Regions from separate parts of the Mus musculus genome. Here all the other regions are linked to region 4. The links are chromatin contacts, called in public HiChIP or PLAC-seq maps. All regions are on one chromosome and are shown on one strand. The core of a region is the stretch at or near the end of the contact, and the rest is flanking DNA. Distances in the headings are between cores, read along the strand shown. Region 1 overlaps Tsc22d1 (TSC22 domain family, member 1). Region 2 holds the start of Serp2 (stress-associated endoplasmic reticulum protein family member 2). Region 3 overlaps Tsc22d1 (TSC22 domain family, member 1). Region 4 overlaps Gm30365 (a long non-coding RNA gene).

Region 1 (3,624 bases), core at 1,070-3,569, 330 kb after region 4:
CCGAATGGTTTGCCACTTTGTAGTATGGATCTCCGACTCCCGACAGTTCCACCACCACCCCCGATGGCTCACCCACTGCATAGTTTAAAGTGTTTGTCAGAAGCCACGGACCTTGGGATACTCATTTCCTCCTTCGCATCCCAGGCAGAAGATGCTAAAATGCTCCGTGGTGACCCATGCTTGCTCCTAGGGCTGTGCTTCCTCACTCAGGGCAGCAGGGGAAGGCCTTCTGCTTTGATCATTCCCTCATAAAGGACAGCAAGTGCCTCACCTCCATGGACACTAGGTCTTCATTTGCAGATGGGTGGAAACCCAGAGGATCATTTTGGGTCAATTTGGCAGAATTCAAATCCTTCAGCACTCACTCACCAGGAAGGAAACCCAAGTCTCAAAGTGATACCTAACTCCAAGGCAGAGGCAGGGACAGGGAAGAAGACAACAATGGATCTAAGACAACCATCACGTCCCAGTTTGCACTGGGCAGTGGTACAGTGTTTAGAACTGAGTTCTACCTTCTGGGAAGACCCCAGCCAACCAGTGTGGTCGTTTGTCACAACAGGTCGTCACGGCAGTCCTGCTTAAGGAAAGACACGGAGCACTTAGAAAGCAACGGAGACCATCTTCATTGCAATGTATGTTGTCCCTGGAAACTCAGAGAATTGGTTTTGAGAACTACACAGTCTTGTAGCACACACATCCACAGTCACAATCTTGGTCCCTGGGTTGACTGGAGAAGGTGGGGGTAGGGCCATCCTATCAAGAGACATGGCTTCTCATTTAGCAATACTTTTTGTTTGTTTGTTTGTTAATTTCGAGAAATGTCTTGTTATATAGCACTGGATGGCCTTGAACTCAAGATCTTGCTTCAGCTGGATCTACAGGCATGTATCTCCACAGTCATTAACTAGCGCTCTTAAAGATGTCTGCCCTCAGCCTGGGGTTCACACACACACACACACACACACACACACACACACACACACACACACGATTGGCAGAGATGGATCTTGGGCAGGTTGAAGATACTCGTTGATATTCTCTGAAGAAACTAACCCAGCATTCTAAGACTCGGTGCTCAGTCTCCATGAGAAGGGCTTTTCTAATTTGAGCTGAAGTTTAGCCAAGTTCTGGGTCTTGAAAGCTCTCACCCAGTGATTTCATGGATGGGGAGGTGGGTCTGTGGATTTCTGTTCCCTCCAAATATCAAATAGCCGGTTTCCACAGCACCTCAGGTGCGGTCGGCGAGTGTCTTTCTCCCACACAGCAGAGCAGGAACCTCATGGCACAATCTGCTCCCCAGTCCTGTTGGTAGGCAGTATTTTCAAACGATTTTATCTGGGAGGAAATTTCATTTTCGGCTTGTGTCTGATCTTACTGCTGTGATTACTGTCTGAATGGATGGGAAATGGACAGCTAAAGGCTGTCACTGCACAAGGCTTCATCTTGTATTTCACTCAGCCGGAGGGACAGTAGTGCCTGCATTGAAATTCATTTTCATTCCTAATTATGGTTATAATTAACTTTTATACGTTTCCTGAGCAAATATATAAACCTGATTTCTGGCACGCTGTATTCATCACAATTATTTTTACTTTTAAACTATGCGAAAACCAAAAGCACAGCTCCTGAATTCTGAACATTGTTAATTTGAAGCAGAGAGCAGGCATTCTTAGAATCACATGGTACCGTCGTCTCTCCGGCACTGTGCCTGGGTCTGTCCTGCAGTGACGTCACGAACACCCAGGGCTCACACTAGATCTCCTTCGGCTTTAGAAGTCACTCCTGCTCCATGGCAGGTGAAGTGTGACTCTATCAACTCCATAGTGACCCACGGGCCAAGGATGCCTAGTTAGGTTTGTGAGTTAGCAATAAGATGTGCTTAGAAATCAACTTAGATATGTTTAAATAGCAGTCAGTAAAACTTCTGAATTTACAAAGGCGAGGAAAGGCCATAAAAATATATCTTTTCATGTTAATGATTCATTACTATTTCACATATCAAGACACCGCAATCTTGTGAGATTTTCTATTAGTCGAAATAATGTCTATTTAGTTCATCAAGGGTGGAGACTTTAAATTCTCCACAGCTACATGAAAAAATGTGAGATGAAATGGCTACTGTCTAGTTTTCTTCAGAGAATCACCATCGAAGCTTCCCGTTAGATCAGTTATGTAGCTCTAAGTATGAGACACTGTCAAGTTCTTGCTGCCCTCCAGTTATCATTATGGCAACTGCCATCGGCTTACAGTGAGGACTTAGGTAACCCTCAGAGGATGCACAGGATGGACCCAACTCGCACCACATCCAAGAGCTATTGCCGAGGTCCTGGGGCAGAGAGCCAAGCCTGTCCTGCTAAGGCCCTTCCTCCTCCTTAGGCTCCACTGTGTTTACACATCACCCAGAAGGGAGAGATGTCCCAGGTCCTACCTAGCTCAAGCCCAGTACATCCTTTCAACCCCCAGAAGAGTGTCTACAAACACAACTACTCTCCCAGGGGCCAGAAACTCATTCTGGCAGCAGAGCTGTCAACGTGGAAACGAACCTGTCCCTCTTCCTTTAACCTTCACACACCAACCAGGCTTGTTCCCTCTCAGTTCAGCAACTACGAATAAATAAGCTCTACATAAACCCTCAAATTTTAAATTGGAGAAGTGAAGATTCTCTTATCAGTCCAGAGGGGTGAAGTGACTTAGTCACAAGAGAATGAGCCCTTCTGCCTGCATTCCCCCCCCCCCCCCAATCAAAACAATGTCTCCTCTCTTCTGGAGTCAAAGCACTGGTGTCAGCGCCCTGAGACTTTACTAGGCAAACTGCTGTTGACTTCATGAAGAGCAGCTGTGGAAATGAATGTATTAATGGCGTCATATAGAAACACGTGTGTATCAACATTTGATATGCTTTATTGAAAGGTGACAAGTAGAACAGGTAAATACAGTGGGGACTGTGTGGGGGACATGCGCAGAACGACTATACAGGTGAGGTGCAGAAACCCCTACTGGGAAATCCACTTCCTTAGCAACTGACCACTTCTCCAGGTATCACCAGCTTAACTGACATCGGTCACGGGGAGTTTACTTCGCAAGACTTCAGCAGCTAGATTCCGGGATTACACAGAGTGACTAACTGGGCCAAATTCTTAAAATTTCTTCAGGTGTGGTTTTTGTCACAAAGCAGTTTTTAAGTAGATCTCTCTAGGAAGGACAAGCCACACCTTTTCAGACAGCCAATGAAACATCTACATTTCAATGTGTAGAAGCTAAACAGTAGTTACGGACAGTCCTCTATGGTACAAATTCGTTACACTACATACACAAATATACAACAAGCAAAACAACCTTCATAATAAGATAGCCTAGGTCCCAGCTACCTGTCACCGTTGTGTCACTAACAGTTTTGTGTCTTCTGATGGTTCAGAAAAGAGGGACAGTACTATCGTGTTTTATAAGCTTTGGTGACAGTTGTCGGTTTTGTATAAGGACTGCATCATCCCTCCCCCCGCCCCCCATTGCAGTCTTGTTTCTGGCCTCTCCGAGTTCTTTGAAGGGAAGGAGAAGAGAGCGCAGAATCCAGGAGCAGCCCACTTTCCGAACCCCACGCAGGCGAGCCCCACGAAGGCGAGCCGC
Region 2 (3,212 bases), core at 112-2,611, 280 kb after region 4:
CTTAATTACAGATTGAAGGGGAGGCCCCAGCCCATTGTGGGTGGTGCCATCCCTGAGCAGGTGGGCCCAGATTCTATTAGAAAGCAGGTTGAGCAAGCCAGAAAAAGTAAGCCAGTCAGCAGCACCCTCCACAGCCTCTGCATCAGCTCCTGCTTCCAGGTTTCTGCCCTGCTTGAGTTTCATCCCAACAGAAACTCTAAGATAAACCGTATCCTAAAGAGCTCTTCCTAGCTTTCTACCCACATAAGAAATTCTACCCATACCAGAGCCTATTGAAGCATCCTCCAGGCACAGATAGATAGGATCAGAGATGCATCCGACATATCTGGTCTACACAGCTCTCACTCCTTACCCTTGAGTGCTATTTTGTATTGTCCTAACCCTGGACCACCTCTTCCCACTTCTCCAGATGTCCCTCCTGAGCTCCAAGGAGCCATATTTGTTGAGGAAAGATAAGCGGTTCAGCCCCCACTCCTCCCCTAGCTAAATCTCGGGGTCAGCATCTGGATATTCAAATATTGATTTTTGTCCTTTCACTGCAGAGAAACTCCCAATGCTGTCTGGGAGCTCACACTTAGTACCCCATAGAACAGGGATGCCTGAAGGTCCAAGATGCCCCAAGACAGTAGTGGTGGTGGGGCAGTGGGGGATAAGAGTCCAAGCCTGGTCAACACTTTGGTTATGGGCAGTGGCCATCCATTCTTCCTGTACTGTAGGCTCATGAACCCTTTGCCCTCTATGCACTCAGTGGTTTCTGGGGCAATCTGCTAGTGTGATGACCACCACTGCCAAGGTGAGGTCTGGTCCAACTCCACCCTCATCCACATTTTTCAGGGACCAGAAAGAGGCTTCTTGGCTCTTCGTCCCATGTCACAAAGGGTCTCTTTTTGCACAACCCAACTTGCCAAGTGGGGTTTCCTCAGACACCTAAAGGGCAGGTTCTTTTGGGGTGTTTCCCAACAGTACTACCCAAACCTGGCCAGGCTCAGCTCTGAGACTCAGCGCTCGATGCCTAGGGTCTAGCCTTCAGCTTGAAGCACCAGCGCCCCAATCCCTGCCTGTCCCGAGGTGGTCAGGAAACAGTCAGAGGTCACCAGGCTGGGTGCGGCTGCGTCCCCACCCCCCACGCACGCACAAACGCCGGGTCGCCCGAACCCTATGCCCCGCAGCGTTCGATCTCAGGACCCGGACACCCCGGGCCACGGTGCCCTTGGGCTTGGCGCGCGGCGCTGTGTCAGCGCCCGCCTCTCGCTTCCCGCCTCCTGCCTCGGTGGCCGCGCAGGGTAGGTAGCTGGGGGGACCGGAAGGATGGCGAGGAAGTCGGAGAGGGTTTCCTGAGATGAGAGATTACTTCCGTCCGCGCGCTGGCCTCTCTCTGGAGCCGGCTGGCTGGGGCTCCGGGAGCGGGGTGCGCGGGGCTCGGCCGTGCCTTGCCACCTGCAGCGCCCGGGCAAGCCGCGGGGCGCTGCGGCTACGGCTCACCCCGGCCATCGTTGCAGGTGGGAGTCGAGAGCATCCCCAAGCGCCCAAGCCATGGTGGCCAAACAGCGGATCCGGATGGCTAACGAGAAGCACAGCAAAAACATCACCCAGAGGGGAAACGTAGCCAAAACCCTGGTAAGGCGGGGGCGGCGCCGGCCGGGCCGAGCTGGCAGGACCCGCGGGGCGGAGCGGGGCGGGGCGGGCGGGCCGTGGGCTCGGAGCCAGGCCTCCCGGCCCCTCCTCCGGGGTCCCGCAGGCTGGGGGACCCAGCGGGGCTCTGGGGGGCGCAGACTGCTCTGCTTTCTCGTGGGCGGAGAGGGCTCTGGTTGGTGGAGACTCCCCAAGAGAAGGAGCCATCGTCCTTGAAAAAGGCTAAAAGCTGCATCTTAGGGGCCAGTGAAGCCAACTGGGCTGGGAGCCTACTAAGTGAATGAATGAACGAAAGGATGAACGAATGATAGAATGCCACTTATCCACAGCTTCCAGGCTCCGCCCCTGGACTCTCTCCCCACCCCCATGCTAAGATTTTTCTTTCCACCCTTTTTGTGATCGTCTGTCTCTTCTCCCTGTGTGTGTGTGTGTGTGTGTGTGTGTGTGTGTGTGTGTGTACATATATATTATATATATGGTATAAAAGTAGGGCGTGAGATTCCGAGCTACATTTCTCTTCACCCTCCTCTTTCTCTTGCAAACTGAAGCCGCCTCAGCCAAAGCTGAGTGCATCGTTACTGCCTATAATTCACCGTATGGATTCTGGCGCATTATGATGCTGTAACTGTAGCGACCAGCTTAGTGCCCGAGGTTCTTTGCTCCCAGACTGTGTATTAAAGCTTTACCCCTGGAATCTTAAGTAAACTGTGTACCTTAAGTGCAGAGATTTCCTTTAGGAAACCAAGTTATCTGCTCCAGAAAATGTCAGGCCTGTGACTTTGAACCATCCAAGGCTTGTGTGGGTTTGCATCGTTGCGAAGAACTGGTTTGCAAAGGCGCCTGGAATCTATTAGCCCATACGATTATGGGGAAGTCCAGCCGAAGCTTGGGTTTGTCTGGAAACGCAGACTTGATGAGGCAATGCCTTTTAGCAAAGAAATTATGTTGGTTTGATTAACTGAGGGGAAAAGCTGGCTGTGTAGTCATCACACCGGAATTCTTGTTAAACCAAGCAGAATTGTGGCAGAGAAGCCATGGCGTCAAACTACTCAGAGCTTTGTACACAGCCCCAGGCTGAGGTAACCCTTAAAATTCCTTCTTTTGGGGAACTAGAGCATTTAGCTATGATTGGAGGGGACAAAATGCCAAGGCGCCATAGAATGGGAACCATATTTTTCGCAGGAATCTGTTTCCCCTATGAGGTTTTATTACTGGGTCAGGGCAGGGAGCCACTGCCCAAGTTGGCATTAAAGGCAATTATTTTATGCTCAAAGTAGATCATTTCTTCCTTCTCAAGGTGGCAGACCTATTTGCTGACATAGTGGAATAAGCAGCTGTGGCTCTTTCTAATGAACGAAGGAATCTGAGTTCAGATGTAAAATGAAGCCGGGCAGTGGTATTGCACGCCTTTAATCCCAGCACTTTGGAGGCAGAGGCAGGCAGATTTCTGAGTTCGAGGCCAGCCTGGACTACAAAGTGAGTTCCAGTACAGCCAGGGCTACACAGAGAAATCCCATCTCGAAAAAACAAAAAACAAAAGAGATGTAAAATGATCTCAGTTGACAGCTTATGTGAGGGCG
Region 3 (3,223 bases), core at 394-2,893, 360 kb after region 4:
CCTTCCTCCCCTCAACCGATATGACAAAACCCCTGAGAGAAGGCAGGGCTGGCCTGCCACTGTGTGCTATTTAATTTTGCAGAAAGCAGCCATGTTCTATCACACTAGACTAGAGACCAGCACTTGGCATTATTAATAGGAAAACTAACGCAAATAAAGGAAAAAAAAAAAAAAAGCAAGATGGAATCAGGCAGCGTTTAACTGCCCAGGTGCATGCCCTTGCCAGGGCCTCTATCCCTTCCCTTCCACCCCTCACTGCTCCATCTTAGTCCTTAGTCTACGCAGTCACTGCTATCTAGAGGGTTTCCTGATAACAACCACACTACATTGTACCGTTTAAGACACCAGGAAAGCCTGGGATGAGGCTCAGAGAGCATTCCATCATAAAAGTTAAACTGTAAAGCTCTGCTATATAAAACAGTTAACATTTAACAGAAAAACTTTGATTTCTGCATAACCACGAGCTTGCTCTGCACGGAACCAAAGGGAACCTACAAACATACAAGCCTGCCACCTTGTGGAACACATGCAGAATTACAACCTCCGAGCTAAATGTACTAAAATATACTAGATATTAAAAAACAGTAATCAAGATAACATATCCATTCTAAAACATTAAATATTAGTGGAGAGGTCCACTAGCATTCATTCAACTGGTTGTTATTAATGTTTTATTTAGTGAAATCATTTGGAATCAAAACTAAAGTTTCTCTTTAGACATGAGCAGAATTGCTCCCGTAGATAGTGGAATAAACTTGGGGTCTCATCCCCTCTTAGTTACAATAGCCACCACCTATGCTTAATGAACACAACACGGCAACTCCACTGCCCACCAACAGCACCACTGGACCAATTTTACCCTATGAAGGAGAATTCCTATACAATCTTTACTATTTCATAATTAGACTGCAATGAGTCCAAACTCTCAGAAGAATCTACTCATTACTTCTTGATAACAAACTGCCACAAAAGAGCCTGGTCTAAAATAGCGAATAAAAGACAGAAAAAACCATTGACTTTTTCCGAGTACCTGCTGCAGTCATGGATTTTTCAGAAAGCAGTAGCCTTTGGGGAAACACAGCCTCCTTTGACGCTGAGGGTTAGCCGTGGCTCTTGTGAGAACATGGGCTGCCAGGTTACAGAAACTCCTTGTGAATGTGGCTCAGTGCGATCCACAGAGCTTCCGATGGCCCTGGGTCTGGTCCTTTCCGGGTTCCTATAACAGTCTGCGTGTCCACCTTGGGGAGGAAATAATCCTACGGCCTAAGGGACTGACAAACTCTTAGAACAGTGCTAATGTACTTCCTGCTTCCAAGGATTTAGTTATTAAACCTGGACAGGATGGACAAAAGCTACAGAGACAAAAATGGAGAATCTGTTCCAAACGTCTTTTTTTTCAGATAAGGATTCCATCTTTTGGCGAAGTGTTTTCCTTTGTTCTGTTTTGTTCTTCACAAACAACAAAACAAAACTTGTAGGCGAGAAGCAGGGAGATCATTACTTTTTTTTTCTGCTCTACAATTCCATCTGAAGGAAACTGGAAAACTGACTATCTCCAAATCTCCAGAGAAAGGCTTCTCTCTCCCGTTGTGAGCCAGCATTCCTCAGGATGAGTCAGCATTCCTCATGCTGAGTCAGAGTCTCCCCCCACCTTCCTGTCCGGCCCTTCAGCCCCTCAGCCCCTCAGCACCAATGGCATACAATGGTATATCTGTGTCTCTTTCCCTCTTACCCACACACACACAGCAAACATCTAAGCACCGGGTCTTAAGAACGAAAACATGAGGAGCCACAGTTACCCTCCGAGTATGGTATTAATAATTCAAAATGGTTTAAGCTCTGGTATCAAAGTTAAGAGCTAACTGTGCTATTCAACTCAATTTCTTTTCTCTCTTTCTCTTTCTCTTTCTCTTTCTCTTTCTCTCTCTCTCTCTCTCTCTCTCTCTCTCTCTCTCTCTCTCTCTCTCCCTCCCTCCCTCCCTCCCTCCCTCCCTCCCTCCCTCCCTTCCTTCCTTCCTTTCTTTCTTTCTAAAGTCTTACTCTGGGTGTGGTAGCACACACCTTTAGTCAAAGTGCTAGGGGTTTAGAGGCAGGTGGAGCTCTGTAATTTGAGGCCAGCCTGGTCTACATAGCAAGGAGAGCTAGACAGTGAGAGAGCCTGCCTTTAACAAAAAAAGGGGGGGAGGGGAGAAAGGGAGGGAGGGAGAGGAGGAGGAAAGAGGGAGGGAAGGTCTCACTGGATGGCACTTGCTGGTTGGGAACTCTATGGAGAACAAACTGTTCACATCTCCCTATCCCCCTGCCCCTGCTTCCAAGCTGCTGGACTTGCTCATGACCTTGTACCGTCACGCTAGGCTTTAGAAAGAATCTCATGTAATTTATCTGCCAACTGAAGCAAAAGACTCCTCTTGTCACCATCGCCATCCAGTCCTCCAAGTATTTTTAAAGTAGCTCTTAAGATTTCCTAACTAGGGCTGGCGAGATGGCTCAGTGGGTAAGAGCACTGACTGCTCTTCTGAAGATCCTGAGTTCAAATCTCAGCAACTACATGGTGGCTCACAACCACCCACAATAAGATCTGACACCCTCTTCTGGTGTGTCTGAAGACAGCTACAGTGTACTTATGTATAATAATAAATAATAAGTCTTTGGGCCATAGCAACCAGAGCAAGTGGGGTTGACCTAAAATTTCAATTCCCAACAGCCATATGAAGGATCACAACCATTTATACAGCTACAGTGTACTCATATATATGAAATTGTAATATCCAAAATAAATTCAAGACTACCCAGTACCTTCCCCCTTCAAAAGGACTTTCCAAACTGTACTAGCAGGCCAAGTACAGAGTCAGATAAAAAAGCTGGCTGACTAAACAAATATAGAAACATAGTTTTAACGGTCAAAATTACTAAGCTTCCAAAACAAGATTAACAATTCCTTTGTCCCGCCTCATACTAAAAACCTCAAGGACAGACAAAATGAGAGTCACCCTCCACAAACCAACCAGTATCTAAAAAGGTTATTGGCTACACCAATTAAAATAAGCCAGACTAAACTGGTGCCTATATCTGGCCCTTACAGAGTTATAAAAAGTGTGTCCTTTCTTTGTTCTGGGTCTCTCCTCCAGCCTGCGTGCTGAGAGGGGGTTCCCCAACCTGTTGGATAAGTAAATTCCTCATGCGTTTTGCAACGATGGCAATTTCTGTGGTCTTTGTGAGTGAG
Region 4 (3,398 bases), core at 221-2,720:
CCTGTACTCAGGAGCAGAGACAGGCACATCTCTGTGAGTTAGAGGCCAGCCTGGCTTACAAAGTGAGTCCAGGATAGCCAGGCCTTATTATTACCCAGAGGAACCCTGCCTCAAAAAAAAAAGGGGGGGGCAAGGATTGGCCCAATCACAAATCAGGGGACATGCACATGTGCAACTGGGCTTGGTCTAGATGTTCCTAGACCATAGGCTAATAGGTGGTTCTTACTAAGAGCTGTGATTCGACATCTCCGAGGCATATTCTCTTCCTATGAAAAGCTTCTAGAAGAAAATCCTTCTTTGATGATCTCAAAGCAGCATCCTCATCTTAACCCTTAAGGATGCTGTCCTCATGTGATCAGAAGCCCCTGCTATTACTTGAGCTTTTTAATGATTTATTTTGTTGTTGTTGTTTTAATTATATGTATTTGTGAATTGAGGAGGTATATGTGCACTTGAATGCACATTTCCATGGAGGACAAAAGAGGCTTTTAAGACTCCAGGAGCTGGAGTTACATTTGGTCATCATCTGCCAGATCTTAGTCCTTAGAATCAAACTCAGGTCTGCTTCAAAAACACTACACACTCTTTACTACTTAGCCTCTACAGCTCCAACATGATTTTGGTTTTGTTTGTTTCGTTTTGTTTTCAGGAGCCCATCAAGTAACCCTGACTGGCCTTGAACTCACAGAGATCTTACTGCCTCTGCTTTCCAAGTGCTGTGGTAAAGGGGTTGTCCCATCAAGACCAGCCTTTACTTGAACACCTATTACCAGGCCTTATTACCCAGAGGGTTTTCTTCTCAATTACTGATTGATTCTGAATTTTAGTTTTTTTAAACATGAAAGGGCTAAGTCCAATGTTTTCTGATCCTTGCTTCTGAGAGTTGGATAGAGAGAGTGTGTTGATGTCAAGGACATACGAGGGACACTAGATGTGTTCAGGAAACTTGGTTCTTACAATGCCGAAGTTGGTCATCTAATTAATAAAAGTGACAGCATCTGGAATGTGTCATTGCCTGTTCTATATTTTGTTAAAATTATTCATCTGTGCTATCTTGCTAGCCATGAAAATGACAGTGAAATATGGCTGTCCATTAACCGAAAGCAAAATGTAAGGCAGTAATGATGCTTGAAGCTTCCTGCAGGGCTGGAGATTTTAGATGTCATTAATAATAAATTATCAGCAATGCTTTGGGCAGCTCATAGGTTTCTAAAATTTTCCATTATAAAATGATAATCCACTAAGTCATGTGTCACAGCCTTTAGCAATCTGCTTACATCCATTTTGTATGAAGAACACTGTTCCTAACATTGAACTCATTTTACAGATGGGAAAGTAAAGGTTATTGCACTGGGTGATTATGTCGAATGTATCTGGGCATTGAAATCGAGGTCCCTGATTCAGTGCAGCTTCACATCAAAGCCTCTGACGTATGTGTCAGTATGAGAACATGTAGAAGTGATTGGCTCATGAGTTGGGGTCAGAATGGAGGTAAGGTTCTATTAGTCATGAACTCTAGCTCACTTTATTTCTTCAATCAGAGTCTAGAAAAAGCAACAACATAATGAGTTGTTAAAAGGAAGTCTTGGGCCACATGTCTCAATCGGCTATTTGGGGCCATGTGGAAGAAGAAGAAGAAGGAATTTTCTCAGAGCAAATAAAACAAATCAAAGCCTGTAACAATGATCAAGTCTAAAACTCCAAAACTCCTGTGAACTCAAGGGCTTCACGCTCAGGTATGAGCATGGACCAGGGGAGAAAGGGAGGGAGAAAGGGAGGGAGGGGGACAGAGACAGAGAGACTTTCCTTCACAGGTCTCCATTGTTAAAATACAGACTCCCTCACCCCCATTGTCTTCTCCTCCAATGAAAACCCATAGAAATGAATCTGAAATACAAGCTGTGTGATTGATGTTCACACGTCCCTCCCTCCCTCCCTCCCTCCGGGTTTTGTTTCCTTAGAGATAATGGGAGGGGGTTAGCATAGACCAGGCTTGGCCTTCCAGAGGACTGTGACTAACTGTGAGCTGGTTTAAGAGCCTCCCCACTTCAAACTGTGGCGGGTGTTTACACTGAGTGGTCCTGGTATTGAGCAAAGTCATGAGTCACTGAGGCACTCAGTTCAGACTAATGTATACCTTTGATGTCTTACAAGTCTAATGCAACATCCTTCAAACTATTCCAAACAGGACAGAGGCCCGCACAGATAGCAAGTTCCTAACATGATCGCATCCACGGGAGGAAGGAGCTTGGGAAAACATCATAAGTTGTCTCCTATACCCTTTGAGAAGACTTGCTCCATACAGGTTCAACACCAGCAGAAAGCACAGGAAAGCCTGGAGCCCACAAGTTCAAAGGACCACCCCCAACCCTACATATATACGCTCAAGGATCCAGAAACCAACTGAACTGAGAATGCGTGCTCCTCCTCAGCTGTGCTTTCTCCTGCTCAGCCTCACTCCCGCTGCCCTCCCTCTCCCCGCTCTCACTCTGGCCCACCACTTTTCACTCCTGCTGCCCCTCACTCTCACTTGCCATTTTAAACCTTGTGCCTTTTTTTATTTCACTACACTTTTAGTAGTATTTTCACCTTATTCTATTTTTTAAGTCTTCCATGTTTTTTCTTTCCTTGTACTTTCATCTAATTTTGGAGATGAAGTTTTCAGTTACTGGGTAATCTTTATTTATCTTTGTCCGTTTTCTTGTCCCTTTTGTTTCCTCTTTTTTTCTTTCTTTTCTTTTCTTTTTTGGTCTATTATACTCTGAGAAATGTTGGTACTTTAAAAGAGATTTATTTAATTTACGAATATGTGTAATTCTCTCTCTCTCTCTCTCTCTCTCTCTCTCTCTCTCTCTCTCTCTCTCTCTCTCTCGTGTACTCACGTGCATGTGCATGTGTGTGCAGGTGCCTGTGGAGTCCTGAAGTCTCCAGGGTTGAGGTTATAAAGCAGTTAGGAGGCCACCACAGGTGTGCCAAGCCTCTACCGTACTCATTCTTAACAGCTGAGCCATCTCTCCAGCCCCAAGATGCTTTTACATTTTATTGTACTGCTTTTAATCTATTTTTAAAAACAGCTTATATTTTCACATTTTGTTGCTCACTTTACATTTACCTAATTTTGTTTCTAAACTCTCTCATTATTGAAAAATCATTTCCCTTCCCTGCGTTCTCTTACTGGCTTCCCTTCCTCCCTGACACTCTTCTCCATCATTCTCTTATGTGCTTCACTCATTTACTCTTTCCTTCTCCTCCACTTTTCCCTTCCCCCTTTATTCCTTTGCCTTACTCAGTTGCCATTTTTGCATTTACTCTGAATAGATTTTGGCTTCACAGCACATTCTATGATGGCAGCTGTTGGTGTATTTGTTTTATTATTTTATTGGGTTTTATACTCTACC

The links. HiChIP or PLAC-seq counts read pairs in DNA pulled down with a chosen protein or histone mark.
Region 1: a FOXA1 HiChIP or PLAC-seq map of pancreatic cancer cells shows a contact between it and region 4. The contact joins two enhancer-like sites. A contact is called at or near these places in 1 of 39 promoter capture datasets (the SN4741 cell line), 2 of 15 datasets of contacts at CTCF or cohesin (the NIH/3T3 cell line and large pre-B cells), 15 of 484 Hi-C or Micro-C datasets (the 3T3-L1 cell line, 3T3-L1-derived adipocytes, the AML12 cell line and 7 more), 33 of 115 datasets of contacts at active chromatin or transcription factors (the NIH/3T3 cell line, the SCID.adh cell line, SST interneurons and 24 more) and 3 of 9 other capture datasets (adipose tissue, liver and pancreatic islet).
Region 2: a contact with region 4 is called in a FOXA1 HiChIP or PLAC-seq map of pancreatic cancer cells. The contact joins the promoter of Serp2 here to the enhancer-like site in region 4. A contact is called at or near these places in 12 of 39 promoter capture datasets (the 3T3-L1 cell line, 3T3-L1-derived adipocytes, the HPC-7 cell line and 7 more), 3 of 484 Hi-C or Micro-C datasets (bone marrow-derived macrophages, liver and nephron progenitors), 10 of 115 datasets of contacts at active chromatin or transcription factors (acute myeloid leukemia, embryonic basal ganglia, embryonic forebrain and 6 more) and 4 of 9 other capture datasets (adipose tissue, embryonic stem cells, liver and 1 more).
Region 3: a contact with region 4 is called in a CTCF HiChIP or PLAC-seq map of the NIH/3T3 cell line, with 7 read pairs. The contact joins two enhancer-like sites. A contact is called at or near these places in 1 of 15 datasets of contacts at CTCF or cohesin (the NIH/3T3 cell line), 4 of 484 Hi-C or Micro-C datasets (the AML12 cell line, bone marrow-derived macrophages and liver), 6 of 115 datasets of contacts at active chromatin or transcription factors (a colorectal cancer cell line, embryonic stem cells, epiblast stem cells and 2 more) and 1 of 9 other capture datasets (adipose tissue).

The regions. Positions count from the first base shown.
Region 1 is chr14:76,507,021-76,510,644 of GRCm38.p6, reverse strand. Tsc22d1 (TSC22 domain family, member 1) reads right to left here. Exons shown (of 3, transcript NM_207652.3): 3 at 2,880-3,624. Among named protein-coding and RNA genes, the nearest start is that of 4930444M15Rik, 12 kb to the left of the region's middle. Within about 2 kb of position 2,319, at least 15 of the 459 cell types and tissues checked have an H3K27ac peak or open chromatin away from gene starts, as enhancers often do. A contact at or near this core is called in pancreatic cancer cells, where this site is marked.
Region 2 is chr14:76,554,836-76,558,047 of GRCm38.p6, reverse strand. Serp2 (stress-associated endoplasmic reticulum protein family member 2) reads left to right here and starts at 1,361. Exons shown (of 3, transcript NM_001160326.1): 1 at 1,361-1,617. The coding sequence starts at 1,534.
Region 3 is chr14:76,477,236-76,480,458 of GRCm38.p6, reverse strand. The region is part of intron 1 of Tsc22d1 (TSC22 domain family, member 1); the gene reads right to left. Among named protein-coding and RNA genes, the nearest start is that of 4930444M15Rik, 42 kb to the left of the region's middle. Within about 2 kb of position 1,643, at least 96 of the 459 cell types and tissues checked have an H3K27ac peak or open chromatin away from gene starts, as enhancers often do. A contact at or near this core is called in the NIH/3T3 cell line and pancreatic cancer cells, where this site is marked.
Region 4 is chr14:76,832,968-76,836,365 of GRCm38.p6, reverse strand. Gm30365 (a long non-coding RNA gene) reads left to right here. Exons shown (of 3, transcript XR_383623.4): 2 at 1,542-1,736; 3 at 2,189-3,398. Among named protein-coding and RNA genes, the nearest start is that of Gm30365, 3.1 kb to the left of the region's middle. Within about 2 kb of position 1,470, at least 27 of the 459 cell types and tissues checked have an H3K27ac peak or open chromatin away from gene starts, as enhancers often do. A contact at or near this core is called in the NIH/3T3 cell line and pancreatic cancer cells, where this site is marked.